2 separate regions of the Anas platyrhynchos genome follow, and region 2 is linked to region 1. Evidence: chromatin contacts called from public Hi-C data. All regions are on one chromosome and are shown on one strand. Each heading gives the region's core, a stretch centred on a gene start, on an enhancer-like site or on the middle of the called end of the contact. The rest is flanking DNA. Distances are from core to core; before and after follow the strand shown. Region 1 holds the start of JUN (Jun proto-oncogene, AP-1 transcription factor subunit). Region 2 holds the start of FGGY (FGGY carbohydrate kinase domain containing).

The links. A called contact is a pair of places that touch in the nucleus more often than the background predicts.
Region 2: a Hi-C map of subcutaneous adipose tissue shows a contact between it and region 1, with 1.6 times the contacts expected there. The contact joins the promoter of FGGY here to the promoter of JUN in region 1. A contact is called at or near these places in 3 of 8 Hi-C or Micro-C datasets (liver, skeletal muscle and subcutaneous adipose tissue).

The regions. Positions count from the first base shown.
Region 1 is chr8:35,683,193-35,690,462 of IASCAAS_PekinDuck_T2T, forward strand. JUN (Jun proto-oncogene, AP-1 transcription factor subunit) reads right to left here and starts at 4,217. Exons shown (of 1, transcript XM_027462691.3): 1 at 2,403-4,217. The coding sequence starts at 4,024. The coding sequence ends at 3,077. The region is part of intron 3 of LOC113844285 (a long non-coding RNA gene); the gene reads left to right.
Region 2 is chr8:35,824,475-35,831,744 of IASCAAS_PekinDuck_T2T, forward strand. FGGY (FGGY carbohydrate kinase domain containing) reads left to right here and starts at 4,145. Exons shown (of 17, transcript XM_027462681.3): 1 at 4,145-4,298.

The sequences.
Region 1 (7,270 bases), core at 2,967-5,466:
GATTAGCCGCTCTTTGCCTAGGCATTTCTGCGCAGCCTGCCCTGTTTGAAACCCTGCCTTTTTCTGACTTCACTTCCTGAATCCGTTGACAACACTCACAGCCAAACAAAATACATGTTCACAATGCTGTTATTTGCAAAATATTCCCTTGTGAGTACAGCTGGGGCAACAAAAAGAGAGTTTCTCTCTAAATCTCAAAGAGAGCTGACTTTTCCTTATAAAAGCGAGGCGCACAATGCATTAGGCAATTTTAATCTCGAGTTAAGTAGGTGTTAAAACTTTACATTTCACCACATATAAACGCACGCATGTCTTTCATTACAGTCATGTGTATTGATTACCCAGCGATCTGGTAATATGCGAAGAGCGCTGGATTTTAATCTCTGCTGAAGGGAACCAAACCAGGCAGCAGCGGGCTCGCAGCCCATCACGCTGTGTACAAAACAGCCGGAGGCGATGCCAACTTTCTTTGCCTTGTCTCGGGCCTGATCCTGACACAAGGGCTAAGAAAGCATCTGTGCTCTGGTGCCCCTCATCTCCTTGTGGACGTTGGGGACCAAAACCCACCTTGCTTGATGGCAGATTCTCTGCGGGGCTGGATGGAGCCCAGCAGCCCTGCTACTTGCTGATGTCGTGCTGGTGCCACGGAGCGTCGTGCTGGAGAGGGACGGGACGGAACCGCACCGCCAAGTGTCTGTGCGCGCGTTAGGACGGGGTGGAGCCGACTGTCACTCAGCTGTGTTTAATTAACATAGTATTTTATATAATGTATTTATTTTTTTGCGTAATTAGGTGATTAAGCAAAATGCTTGCTAGTAACATCTATTCCATAACCCAGCACTGTTGAGTTAAGCAGGCACCTTTGCAGGTAATTAATCTCCTTGCCCTGCTTATTTTGCTAGTTGGCACTTGCTAAATCCCTGTAAAACCACACCCAGCAGTGCTGTGTATTATCCCTCTGCTGTCTATTCCTACATATGGTCAAAATCAACTTACCTTCCGGGTTGCTGACATCAGCAAAATGTACTCTTGGCAAACTGCAGTATCCTCCTAGTAACCCTTTGTTTGGTTGGTGTTGTTACAAGCCTATTCCTCTGGCAGCAGCAAACAGCATCTGAACGCTCGCCTACCTTGACACTTGGGCTGCGACGTGGAAGGATATTACCACCAGACAGCTGAAACAACCCCTCACACGATAAAGTTCATATAAAATGTCCCCTTCCCCCCCCCCCCCCCCCCCCCCCCCCAATTAAATCTGTCAGGAGAGAGAGCTCTGCGCTTCCTGTAAGGAACTGCTCTCTGGACACACAGTAGCTGCAAGTTTCAGGGTATCATTTTGGTAACAGTAAAGGTAAACATACACAGTTATCTAGTCATTTGGAGAAGTGACTTTAAGCAAGACTCACTTCTGTTGAAATTATGCCTATCTGTATTTTAAGGAGAAAAAAAAAAAAAAAACAACATTAAGACTGCCTACCCTGAAAAGTTAATATTGTTACTTCTATAATAACTTTTACTATTTTCTGCCTATCTTTTGATAGGCATCTTTTTCCTCTTACTTCTTTGGCCATCAAGCAGGAAAACATCTGCTCTCCCCTCAAGTATATATTTGTGAAACAGGTACAGTGTTCTGAAAAATCCGGCACCGAGATCATTTCCCCAAAGAGTTCAGTAGTATGTGTCTAAGGTATATATTTACATCATTGTACTAAAAACCAGACTAAGCTTTTATTTAAACTACATGGGAAGTGCCAGAAAAGTTCCTCTCTTGTCTTTTCATTTCCTGCCAGGCAGTTTTCCCAGCTTTCCTAGTGCTAAAAAGTTTCAGAGTTGCAGTAACACCTGAAGGGAAGGGATTTCAAGGTACAGAGAGTTACAAAGTTATTTACTGCTGACAACAGCATTGTCACAAATATTAACAAAGATTCTCTCTTACCTTGGAAAGAGCATGTAGCCATAAAGGTGACCATTCCTGAAGTTTTGAGGTTTGTTGTTTTTTAAAGAAAACAAACACAGCCTCTTGCCTGATCCTGCTGAGGGCATTAACTTAATGAGAGGCAGGCAGGAGCACAAGCAGCCGCTACGAGTTGTGGAGCAGCTTCCCACAGCGGCCGCCCCTCTGCGCTCTGCTTGGAGTTCAAGTCAGCTGCCTCAGCCGGGCCACCGGGATACAGCAGGCGATCCGCTCAGGTTAAGATTAGTAACTACAACTTCAAGACAAGTCAAAAAGTTGTATTTGTGTAGCGCCCGGGATCTGGTTTCCCCCCCCTCTCCTCCTCACACGTTCTCCAGGACATGCCTGTAGTTACAGAGTAAATTTAACATAATCCCTGCCCTTTAGAGTTCAGCATAAAGGGCATTTTCCCAACTCAGGTACTGGCAAAAAAAGTGTGAGGAGGAAATGCATTTTAAGTATTTTATTTTTTTCTTAAATATAATAGAACCTTCTAGATTTTTTTTTCCAGAAACAGAAACATTAAAAAAATTATACTTTATTACAAATGGTAAACTCAGAGTGCTAAAAAAAAGCCTCTTATTTACAAACAATACTGGGCAGCGCCCAAATAAACAACATAAAAATAACTTACAAAGTCATGAAGTAGTTTATTGACATTAATCAACTTTCATAAAATAAAATAAAAAAAGATATGTACATACACGATTTACTTGAAGGCAGGCAGAACAGTTCTTTTTTGTTTATCAGCCTCCCCACAAAACCTCCCTCCCACTTTTTTTTTTTTCTTAAGGAATACTACATAAAGCAATCTACAGTTTCTATTGCAGTTTAACCTTTAATACTGAATGATCATCGAATGTTAGGTCCATGCAGGTCTTGGTCAATGTTAAACGAAGATCTGACGTCTCTGAGCAGGAACAGCACTTCTCGGAGCGGTGCTGGCTGCTTCGCCAACTCGGGCTGAAGGCTTGCCAGTCTTTCCACACATGCGCTTTGCAGAGCACAGGCAGGACTCAGCCTTTCAGCTCTTACCATCAGCTTCACGCATCTGCCGCTTCGGGTCTGTCGTTGAGTTATACCACAATATCACAGTTCGCGTTTTTTTTAAAGCCAGTCTCTTCAAAACGTTTGCAACTGTTGTGTGAGCATTAGCTGGCACCCGCTGTTGACATGGTTCATGACCTTCTGCTTAAGCTGTGCAACCTGTTCTCTGAGCATGTTGGCAGTGGATGCCAGCTCTGAGTTCTGGGCTTTCAAAGTTTTCACTTTTTCCTCCAACCTGGCAATCCTTTCCAACTTCCTTTTCCGGCACTTGGACGCGGCGATCCTGTTTCTCATGCGCTTTCGCTCGGCTTTGATTCTCTCCTGCGACTCCATGTCGATGGGGGACAGCGGAGGGGTCTCCCCCGGCATCTCGGGGACAGTCTGCGGCTCCTCCTTCAGAGCCTGGAGCCTGGGGTGCTGCACGGGCATCTGGGCGTTCAGGTGGTGCTGCGGCGCGTAGCCCATGCCGTTGGCGTTGTAGCCGGGCGCCGAGCTGAGCGCGTTGGGGTTGAAGTTGCTGAGGTTGGCGTAGACGGGGGGCTCGCTGTGCAGGCCGGCGTTGAAGCTCCCACCCCCACCGGCCATGGAGGACACAGGTGCCATGCCCCCGCTGACGGGCTGCGCGGCCGAGGTGACGCTGGGCAGCGTGTTCTGGTTGTGCAGCTCGGCCAGCGCCCGCACGAAGCCCTCGGCGAAGCCCTCCTGCTCGTCCGTCACGTTCTTGGGGCAGAGGAACTGCGTGGGGGTCGGCGTGGTGGTGATCAGCCCGTTGCTCGACTGGATGATCAGGCGCTCCAGCTCGGGCGAGGCCAGCTTCAGCAGGCCCACGTCGGGCGAGGTGAGCAGCTCGGCGCTCTTGTTCCGCAGGTGCGGCTTCAGGTTGCTGCCGGGGTCGGCCAGGTTGAGCGTCATGCTCTGCTTCAGCACCTTGGCGTTATTGTATCCGTACCCGCCGCTCTCCGGCGGCGCGTAGCCGCCGCTCAGCGCGTCCTCGTAGAACGTCGGCTCCATCTTCGCGCTCATAGAACGCAGCCGGGAGCGCAGCCTCACCCGCAGCCCGCCCGGCCGGGCCGCTGCTCTCCCTCCTCACCGCTCCCTCACGGTCCCCTCACGGCTCCCTCACGGTCCCCGCGCGGTCTCCTCACAGCGCCCGGCCCCGCGCTGCCGCTGCTGCTTCCCCCGCCCGCCCGCGCCGCGCTCTGAGCCCTGCTGGCGGCGTGCAGCCCTTGGCTTATCAGCGGCCGGCCGCCGGCTAAAAATAGCCCATGATGTCACCCCGCCGCCTCCCCATTGGCTGCCGCCGCCTCTCCCCGGGGGGGGCGTGGCCCCGGGCCCCGTCGCCATGGCGACCCCGCCCCCTAGAAGCTTCGGAGCGCGCGCGGCCGCGGGGCAGTGTGGGCTGAGGTAATGCGGTGGTGCGGCGCGGGGCACTGTGGGCTGACGTAGTGCGTTTGAATATCTGGTTACCGCCGCCCGCCCGCGCGCCGCGCGGGTTGGACGCCGCCGGGCGCCTCCTCAGCCGGAGCGTACCAACCGCAACGCCTCCACGGGGGGGGAAAAGGGGCACACCGCCTCACTTCTCCCCTCTTTTCCCTTCTTCTCCCTTCTCCTCTCGTCGCCCCGCTGGTTGCAAGGGGCGCGCTGCGAGGTGAAACCGCTCGCACCGCACGGCCTGGGAATTCTTCATAAAAACACCACCCCACCTCCCCCCCCGCCCGCGCCTCCAAGTGGTACAGCCCCCAGGCGGCGCTGAGGGGAGGGGGGCGCTCACGTGACTTCCCCGCCGCGCCGCGGCCGCTTCCGGGCAGGGGCCGGGGCGGGCAGCGGGAGGCTCCGCCCACAGCGCGGGGGGGGTGGAGGAGGATGGGGGGGGGGAGGAGGAGGAGGAAGGGGCGCGCGTAATGAAAGCTGTGGGAGCCCTCAGCGGTGCTTAGCGCCTGCTGACGCCTTCCTGGGGTCTGGTGTGAGGCAATTGGGGGGGTCGCAGGGCTCCCTCAGGGGGCTGTGACGGGGATTTGTGCCTGAGGCGGCTCCCCAGCGCCCCGGGTGAGGGGGGAGCCCAGCGGCCCCTCAGCCCCTCGCTGAGGAGGAAACCCGGGAGGAGCGCAGGGCCCGGATCTTCGCTGCAATGAGGCTTCTGAATAAAGATTTTTAAATAAAAAGTTGTTTTTTCCTGGTTGGTGTCGCTTAGCAAGCCGTGGCAAATCGCCCCCTTTGAGTCCCGTGTCCCCTCAGACCAGTAACCCCAACGAGAGCTGTTCAGCCAGCTGTTGGCATCCCAAACTTGCCCGAATTTTGTCTGTTTCCTCTGTGCCTCAGCTCTGTCCTAGAAAGCCGGGCTCAGGAGCACGCTCAGGGCGCCTTTAACCCCTCTGACCCCATAACCACCCGTCCTGCCCAGCCCCACCGGGGTCACCCCAAATCCTTCCTCCCTTCACTGGGCTGGGGACGCTGCTTGAACTCACTTAGCTGGGGAGGGTTTTACCTCTTTTTTTTTTTTTCCTTTAACCCCCCACCCCTTTTAGTTTTTCACTTCCTTTTACAGAAGTGCAGTTTCAGGACCAGACATTCCAGTTTGCCGGAGACGTGTTGCTGCCGAGGCCCCATCGCTGTGGGGGACACCCGTCAGGCCACTCATTACCTTAATTGCTACTCGCTTAGAGGTTACCTGGCCGAGGCTGGCAACAGGCAGCCAGGTCACAGAGGCTGAGCGGAGCAGGAGAGCTCTGAAAGCAAAGATCAGGTTTTGGGTTCCCTGTCCCAGGGTCACCAAGTGCCACAGGGAGTTCATCAGGACTTGGCCCTGTGCTCAGGGGGACAGCGAGCCTTCATGGCCGTTAGCCAGGGAGCTGGGAGTTTTTGGTGACTATGCCCTGATTTATTAATCAGCTATTACTTTAGGGCTCTTACCCCCCCCTTCCTGATGTCCTTAAGTAAATTCTCCTTCAGTGGTACGAAGGAACACTTACCGACCCATCTATAAACCATCGCCATTTACATGTCTCAATAAACTAACTTGTGGGTAGGGACTGGAAATCAGCCCCGTCTCTCCGCTGCTGTGCGAGGCAGATGCTCTGGGCAGCAGTAATGCAGATTTTGATTTATAAAGTTCTCCAATCAATCAATACAAGACCGACTGAGGCAATCAGATAATCTGAATAATTAAATGGCTTTTCAGGGACAAATTAAAATTACTTACGCATGCTACGTCCAGCTAAATTATTTTTGGAGTCCAGGAATAAATAGGTTGGTTGTTTTGTTTCAGGCCTGTATCAAGTGCTCTTGGCTTATTTCTAGACCATTTGGGAAAAAAAAAAAAAAGTATAAATGGTAGTTTTACTATTTTTGTATTGGAAACAGTGCTCGCTGAAGGAAAACACTTCCATGCAGATTTTCTTTTTTTAAACTTAAATGCATTACAGCATCAGAGGAGTTTCCGCAATATTTTTATTACACAAATGATTCTCTTCATTTATTTATTTTTTTATTCATTTCATGCTTTCAAATGCGATATCCTGCCTCGCCTCTGCATGAAGTGAGTAAGAGTGGGAATCCGTGAACCTTCTCACACTGCTTTCCACTTGCTTGAGGAATTGCTACGGAGCAGGTCTCCCTGCCGAGGGAGGGGAGGGTTTGAGGAGTCAGAAGGAGCAAGTGTTTCTCTTTTATTTACTCAATCAGAGCACAGTAGAAGTTGTGAGTGCGAGGGCACGAGGAGCAGGGTTTCCTTAGGGTTAAGGTGAAGGAAAAATAACTCTCAGGTGCTCCCGGTTCCTCCAGGTGTGTTTTCGGAGCCGGTTCAAATCTGCCGTCTGCAGCGCCAGAGGTGTGGCAGAGGTGCCCCGCCGGCCGCCCCCAGCTTCCGCCTTCCTCGGCCGCTCCTGCTGCTCTTTGCCCTCCCCGTGGCCAGGTGGAGATCCAGGAACGGGGTCTGGCTGCCAGCTGAGCCCAACTCAAAACATTTATTTGAGGCTTTGAGGCAGAGGTGGGAAGATACGGGCTATGAGAAAAGGAGGCTCTGAGCTTGAAGTGAAGGATACCAAACCCAACTCCGTAAAACAGAAGGCTCATCCCGAGCTGGTCTTTTCTGTGCACATGAAAAAGGCTCCTCAGAACCATAAGCACTTGTAAATGAATATCGTGTCCATCTCCTCCACCCTCCATTAGTCATCGCATAACCAAGCTATATGCGTTCAGTCCTTTTCATCTTTCTTCTTGTCAAGCCCTTTAGCCTGTCCCCCTCACCTACTCATCCCACCAATCATTTTA
Region 2 (7,270 bases), core at 2,895-5,394, 140 kb after region 1:
TAGTGTCTAAGGGTAACTTAACATCTCTGTTAAAACCAGAAAAAGTCCCCCATAGGAAATTTCCTTTTTTTCCTATTATACACTCTTCAGAGTTTAGATTTCCACTCAAAAATCCCTTATCATTACATATTATTGAGCTGCTTTTTACTTCCCTGTTTCCCTGTGTGAATGAACAGTCCCGATATGATAGTTCAGTAAGCATTTCATCCCAAGGATTTCCCAGCTTCGGTTTCCTACACCAGTATTATCCTGCTTTAAATGAGATTGAAAACTACTTTAGGTGCTTGTTAAAACCGCCGAAGCAAGCACATGCTACATGATCCTTTATAAATCTTTCCTTCCCTTCAATTGTTATGTTAATCAATACCTAAGTAAGCAGAATTTTTGAATGCTCAAAGATCCAGTTCTTTTACGGCTCTGCTGCTATGAGTAAAACAATTTGCTTATCTGCTTGTTTTGTTTTGCTAAATGCATTGGTTGTAGATGAGGATTTCTGCAGAGAAATTCCTGAAAACACTATATGGAAGTGCGAAAATCGAAAAAGAGAAAGTAATTGTATATATAGCTGGATTTTATATTATTTCCTTTTTGACATAAATTTAGAAAGATTTACAAGATAACAGATAGATCTGCTTGGGGCTTTATTTCCAGTGTAGCAAAGCAACTCTGTAGCCAGCATGGTACTCCCTTTTAGGTTCCTCCTCCTCTGAAAAAACCTGGGTAATGTGAACTTGTCTTAGCAGTGCTGTCTATGCCATCCTTGACCTCACTGACGGATATGGGATGAGGATACATCCCACCAATCTCCCTTTCATCTGTGCTGAAATTTGGCACTGAACCGGCCGAAGAACTTTTATTTTCTTGTGGCGGTAGTTTCAGTTATCAACACGTACCCACGCTTTCTGATTTGGGGCCCAAAAGAAACTCCCAAAGCAGTTCCTGTTCATCCTCTGGGGTGCACTCAGTTGGACTGAAAGATCGTGGCTGGAACATTTGAGAATTCTGAATCATTCAGAAATGCCAACGTTTTTTCCACTTTTTTTTTTTTTTTTTTTTTCAAAAGATCCTGTTGACTTCAAAACTAGGCTAGCATTGGCATTTCCAGCATGGCTATGGTGGGCAATTCAGTAGGACTTTCTGCATATAGTTTTCTCCTGGGACATCTCACTTGTGCACGTGTGCTCCTGACATGACAGGTTGCACTAACACTCTCCAGCAGGCTGGGATCCTGGGCCAAATCCTGCATTCGGGGAGGCAGAGAGATGTTTTTGTGTTGATCCCAATGGAGTGGGACTGGATCTTTATTTCCTTGACAAGGCTGGAAAACATTTGTTCTGTATCTTTCCCCTTCACACACATATTTTCTTTTCTTTGTAGAGTAAGTCATTTGTCTTTATCTCACCATTCACCTCCCTCTTTGATTGCAGTTAATGGAATTGTCACCTTTATGTACTCATGTGCCATTTCTCAACCTGTCTGGACTTTGGCCTCCAAAGGTTACCACTGCTAGTGAAGTAATATGATTAAGTGAGTCTTTTCAGACAGATTTATGCAAGATTTCTTCTCCAGCAAGTGTCACATCTAGTCTAGTTCTGTAAAAGAGAATATTTCAAAGATGCCAACTGTCATCTATAAACACTAAATTGTTCTTCAATGCTGGTTGAGAGGACTGCAGGCCATATCAGAGCAAGGCTGATTTACGCTACCTGAAGCTGTAGCTTGAAATACGGGCTTTGGGTAATCACGAAAAAAAGCACATTCCTGTCTCACAGAAAGCACATTTAAAAGGGAATTTTCATTAGTTACTCACAAATGAAAAGGTAAAAGGATACATTTTAAATGACTCCGTCCAAAATCTGGGAAAGGGAGGAAGACTGTATAAAGCAGTACTAACTGAAGCAAAACTACAATGGTCTTGTGCTTCACTTAAGGTACATAAACCCACAACACATTTTCAGGTTTACACATAGATTTTGAAGTTGTAGGAGATACTCTGCACACATATCTACTCTTCCTGCATTTGATATGAAACAAAAATTAATCATCATTATTCTGCACTAATATAACACCTCTTAACCCTTAGCTTTTGGAATATTTCAAAGGAGTAATGGATTAAGTCTCATATGGACATGGGAGTGTTTTGATTCTTTCATTTAAAAAATAGCATTTCCAGGACTGATTTTGGTGAGTGGAGGTCCTGTAACTGTTCTTGAAAATATTTTCATTTGTCACCCCACTTGGAATGAAATCATGCAAGGGCAAGAGAAGTGTAATGAAATGTAGAAATGTATTAAGGGAATGTTATGTATTTCAAAAATATATATTTTTTTATTTTTTTTCCCCGTATATATTTTTTCCCTATAAATTGGAGATGAAAAACACCTGGATAAACTGAGATACTAGTGTGATATAGATGTAAAAAAGGCAGTGTTGATCCCTGTCTGTAGCTAAAAGCAAGCATAGGAAATTATTATTGCCACTGTGCAAGTCACCAGCAAGACATCACTTTGAACATTATACGTGATGTTGGGCTGTGATCACTCATGTTTAGAAAATACAAATTCTGACTGAAACAAGTGCAGAGAAAGATTATTAGGTAGTCCAAACCTTGCTGCTATGAAAGAAAATGTAAATGGTTAATACATAACTTAGCAAAACAAGGGCTAAGAAGGGATTTAAGCAGTGTGTATAAATACACTGTGGGAGGAGAACAAGTGTTATTTGTATTAAAAGAAAGTGTCAGCCAGCTATGAATACACAGAAATCATAAAAATTATTTTTAATGAACAGAGGAATGGGATTCTGGAACAAAACAGTAAAGAAAGAAGATAGTTGGGGGGTGAAGAGCCAGAACTATAAACTGGAGCTCAGTGTGTTTATGGAAGAGTTTACAGGATTTGACTGTCAGGGATGGTAGAGGAACCCTTGTGTCCTTTTCCCTGGTTTCATTTTACTGCTTCTCGGTTGCACAAAACATTTTGGTAAATCCACAGTCACAGCACTTCGTTTTGGATCACTGAACTAACGTGAAACAGCTTGTGTCCATGCACTTTATACTTTCTTTGCGTGGCCCACTCCCCCAGTCAGACCAGTCCTTGCTGCTGCTAATTTTTCCCAAGGGCCAGGTCCCGCATGCCGGGACTGGTCTGACTCAGACCGTGATGTGCACAGCTCAGGACAGAGACATTTGCATCCCGCTACAGGAGGTGCAGACCTCCCGGGGCGCGAAGCAGAGCATGAGAGCACAAACTCCCACGGCGCAGTGAGCTGACTCGGAGTTAAAGCCAGGAGGGTGGTATTTGTTTTTAAACAATCTATTCAAAGCAAAACATTTGGACTAACACAAGGAAGCGATGAATATTTCAGTTCGGGTCTAATGTCCTTTCCCTCCCTGCCTAGATGCAAGGTATCCCCAACGGAAAGTCAATTTTCACAGAGGTTCCAGTTTTGTAAAGTGCTGCTTTCTGTCAGAAAATCATTCCGACGGAAAATTACTAACTGGTGCTAATACGAAGTGACTGGCGAAGGGTTCAAAATGATTCAGTGGCCAAGCTGGAATGAGAACCCACAGCCCCTGACCGCTAACCCTGAGCTCTGACCACGAGACAACACTCATCTTTCCCTGAGCAAGGTTGCTCTCGCAGTATTTCTGCCTGGGCCGAAGTGGGGAAATTCTGGAAATGTTTCAAAAGAGATTTTTGTTCAAAGATTTCCTGACGTGGAAGATGAGGAGGGTATGTGTAGAAACCCTTGGTGGCCCCCTGGGGCCTCTTCAGACGGGCTTGGACATGGCAGCGTGAAGGTTTCCATCCACTCTCCTGAGGTGGGCGATGGAGGAAGGTGTCAGGGCCTGATCCTGTCCCCCATTTTGTGCAAACCTCACATAAACTCAGGGTTTATTCCTCACATCTGGGATTTTTAAAACAACTTTTTAGGTAAAACTCTCAAATGGAGTAACCCCGCACAGAAGGGCTGGCTCACACCTCGCCATCCTGCTTTATCTGTTTTACAAGTGATTATGTATTTATGGTCAAGTTGGGGAATGCTCATTTCAGGCATAACCTTCGGTTTTCTTCCTCGTGTTTATTCTTCCCCCGGCTCTCAGCACAGCTGCTAAAGCGAAACCCTCCAGCACCCTCCTATACGTCTCTGCAGTCCTGTAGGGCACTGGGGCTGCAGCTGAGATCCAGCAAATCCCCTTTAACAAACCGACGAGAGCCAAACCCCTCCCCTGCTGCTGCTTTATTCGCTTGTAAAGAAAAGAGAAGCACGGCTTCCTTTCCGAGGCAGGAGCGCTGGTACGGGCCGAATTCCTCACAGGGCACGGGCGGCCTCGCACACGCCGGAGCTTCGTGAAATGGCCGGGGCCAAGCTCGGCGCAGGGGCCCCCGCACGAAGCAGCCGCGGCCCCCGAAGCCGAGCGGGGGACGCCGGGGCCGCCGCCCCCTCCCTGCCCGCCCTGCCCGGGGCCGGGGGCTGCGGGGGCTGCGGGGGCTGCGGGGCGGCTCCTGCCCGGCAGCGGGCGGCGGTCGGGGCCCGGCCCTGCGGGGACGAGCCGTGCGCGGTGCTCCAGCCCCTGCCCCTGCCCGCCCCCGGGGCGGCGGCCATTAATGGTCGGGGCCCGGCCTCTCTGGAGAGCCGCGGGTTGTTTATTTTATTTATTTATTTTTTAATTTTCTTTCAAGCTGGGGCCGCCCTGCGGCTTGTGCCACGGGAGCTCCCTTCGCTGTGCCCCCGGCCCGCGTTGGCTGAGCATTTAAAGCGTGCTATAACGCTGTTTTATATAACGTTTGTGGGGTTCGTGTGTACCTATGGGGGCATTATAGGATTTACGTGCTGGTCTCCCTGCCCGGCTTCCCCAGCTCTGCTTTTCCTGACGTTTCTCAGAAGCACAGCGTGTATATAAAACCTAAATTAATGAGAATTGGCCTGCCCCTCACAGCCCCTCGGTGCCTACAGGCTGTGGCAGGATTAGGGTGCTGAACACTGGGCAAGGAGGCACCGGAGGGCTCTTGGGGCTCTCATGTCGCCTCCCGTCAATTCTCCTGTCACGGCCCTGCAGCAGGAGGCACCATTTTCTGTGCCGCCAGCCTCTCACTCCTTCACCTGCTTCAGATGTCAGTGCCCAAGTGACCTGGCGTAGGCACACGGGACACGTGCGTCACTCGGTGCTTGCTTAATCCTCCAGATCCCAGGGAGTTCTCCTTAAATGTTTCTTGCCCTTAATGAAGGTGGTGGTTTCCAGGATTGTGTTCCCACTATCCCATTGCTGCCACCGGCGTCCTGTTGCTGCTCGCTTTCCCTGCTGCCTCGTTTCTCCTCTCACAGCTCTGCTTTCTCACACCTTTGCAGGGCCGGCTCCTTTGTGTCACCTCTCTGGACACTTGTCCCGGTATTCTCGTAAAGCTGGGGGGCTGGCAGGGCGCCCACCCCAGTAACCTGATGGAGTTTACTCGTGCTGCGTGCCTCACGAGTGACGTGCCCGGCACCAGCCAGGAACCGGTGACCTTGCGGATTCTTCTCTCTTGAGGTGCCTGCGACTTGACAGATAGTTTAATAAATTTAGCAACAGTGCTTCTTCTCTGGAGAACACTTAAGAAACAAGTGTCAGGGAAGGAGAGGAGAGGACTCTCTTTCCTCAGAGGAGCTGGGAAAGTAGTAAACACACGTTACGTGGAGGTGGTCTTCTCATTTTTCATCCCCATGTATTCCCTTATCCTGGAAGACCGTCTGCTTAATTTATTGAAATTAACTTGTTTCTAAATGTATTGAAATACAGTACTGAAATGTACTGTAATTTGAGGTGTCTTAAATATTAATAACCCACTTTTCTACATGATTCTATGCTGGGATATGGCAAAAAAGTTGTCTTTTTTTTTTTCCTCTTGGAAGGGGTGACGGGAATAGGAGGATGGAAACGGAAAGCAGGGGGGATTGGATTCTTGAAGGTTCAGCTGTTCCCAGCTGTAAGAATTGGGGTAGAAACTAATTTATAGTGTCAGGAGAGACTAAATAAACTAGGAATAGGCTGGAAAGTTTTTGTGTGTATTCTTAGCAACTTTTTTTTTGCTCTGTTGTGTGTTTCTTACAGGGATGCACATAAGTTATAATCTAAAAATGTTAATTCTTTTGAATCATCCAAAATAAGTGTTCTCATACATTTTGTTTCTTTTCATTTCCTCAGTAAGTCTGTGTTCTGTCTTCCCATAAGCTCTCATTTAAGCCTTCTTTTGTTTCTGTTAGAGGCAGCTGTGCTACCTGAGAACCAGTAGGTTTGCAGGAGAGGATCAGAATAGCTCTCCTCTGTCCTGGTTTGTATCTTGTGTTTTTCTAATCACCCATGTTGAAATTTTTCCCTTGTACTGGAATAGTGAAGTTTCTCGTATGCAAAACCAACACTAGTGGCACAGTCTCAGTAGAAATGTGTTTCAGAGTTTTATTTTCAGAGGGAAATCTCTGCCTAGCATTGTCTATTTTTTGGCTCTTGTTAATGCCTTCAGGTTGGTGTCTTGAGCTGCCTACCGTTTGCCCTCTGCATTTCCACTTGTGAAAGAAAAAGTACTGAGACCGTTCATAAAATAAAATTGGAAAATGTGTGACCCTCAGCTGTTTGAGGCAAGCAGGTTTACAAGCTGGTGGCTTCTGGGATGTTTTGAGAAAGTCACCAAAGGAAACTTACAGAGAAGGTTTGGCCTGATACCCATTTAGGCGTGTCTTTGTGGGAGTTTGAAATTATGGGACTGATAGGATCATTAAGAAAGCAGATTTTGCATTTATAAAAAGAAATCAAAAACACCCTCACTCCCCCAAAACTCTGTATGTGGGAAGAAGGAAGATAAGTCACTATTTTGAGATGAACAGATGTGATTCTTTAGAAAGAAATAAAAAAAAAGGTTGTAGACATGTTACCCTTGTATGGCAGATATATCTAGATATCTGATCTATGTGCAGCATTTGTTTCTTTTAGCCTAGCCTCATTTGCTTGTAAGTGGTTGTGACAGGAACTTCAAGGCTAGTAATTTTAGTATTGTAGACCAAATAAATGTTTAATTTTAAAATGACAGATTACGTAGGGTTGTCAGTCCATGCTCTTCCCATGCAAGAGTGAACACATACTGTAGAATAGACTCAGGATTCAGCTTACAGACATGTTTGCTTCTGGGCTGAGCATCTTGATAGAAGTGGTTTACAGCATGTCGTTAAAAATTGATTTCACTATTGCATCTACTACTGGCCTAAGTGTTCCAGTATCTGCCAGGAGTAATTATAG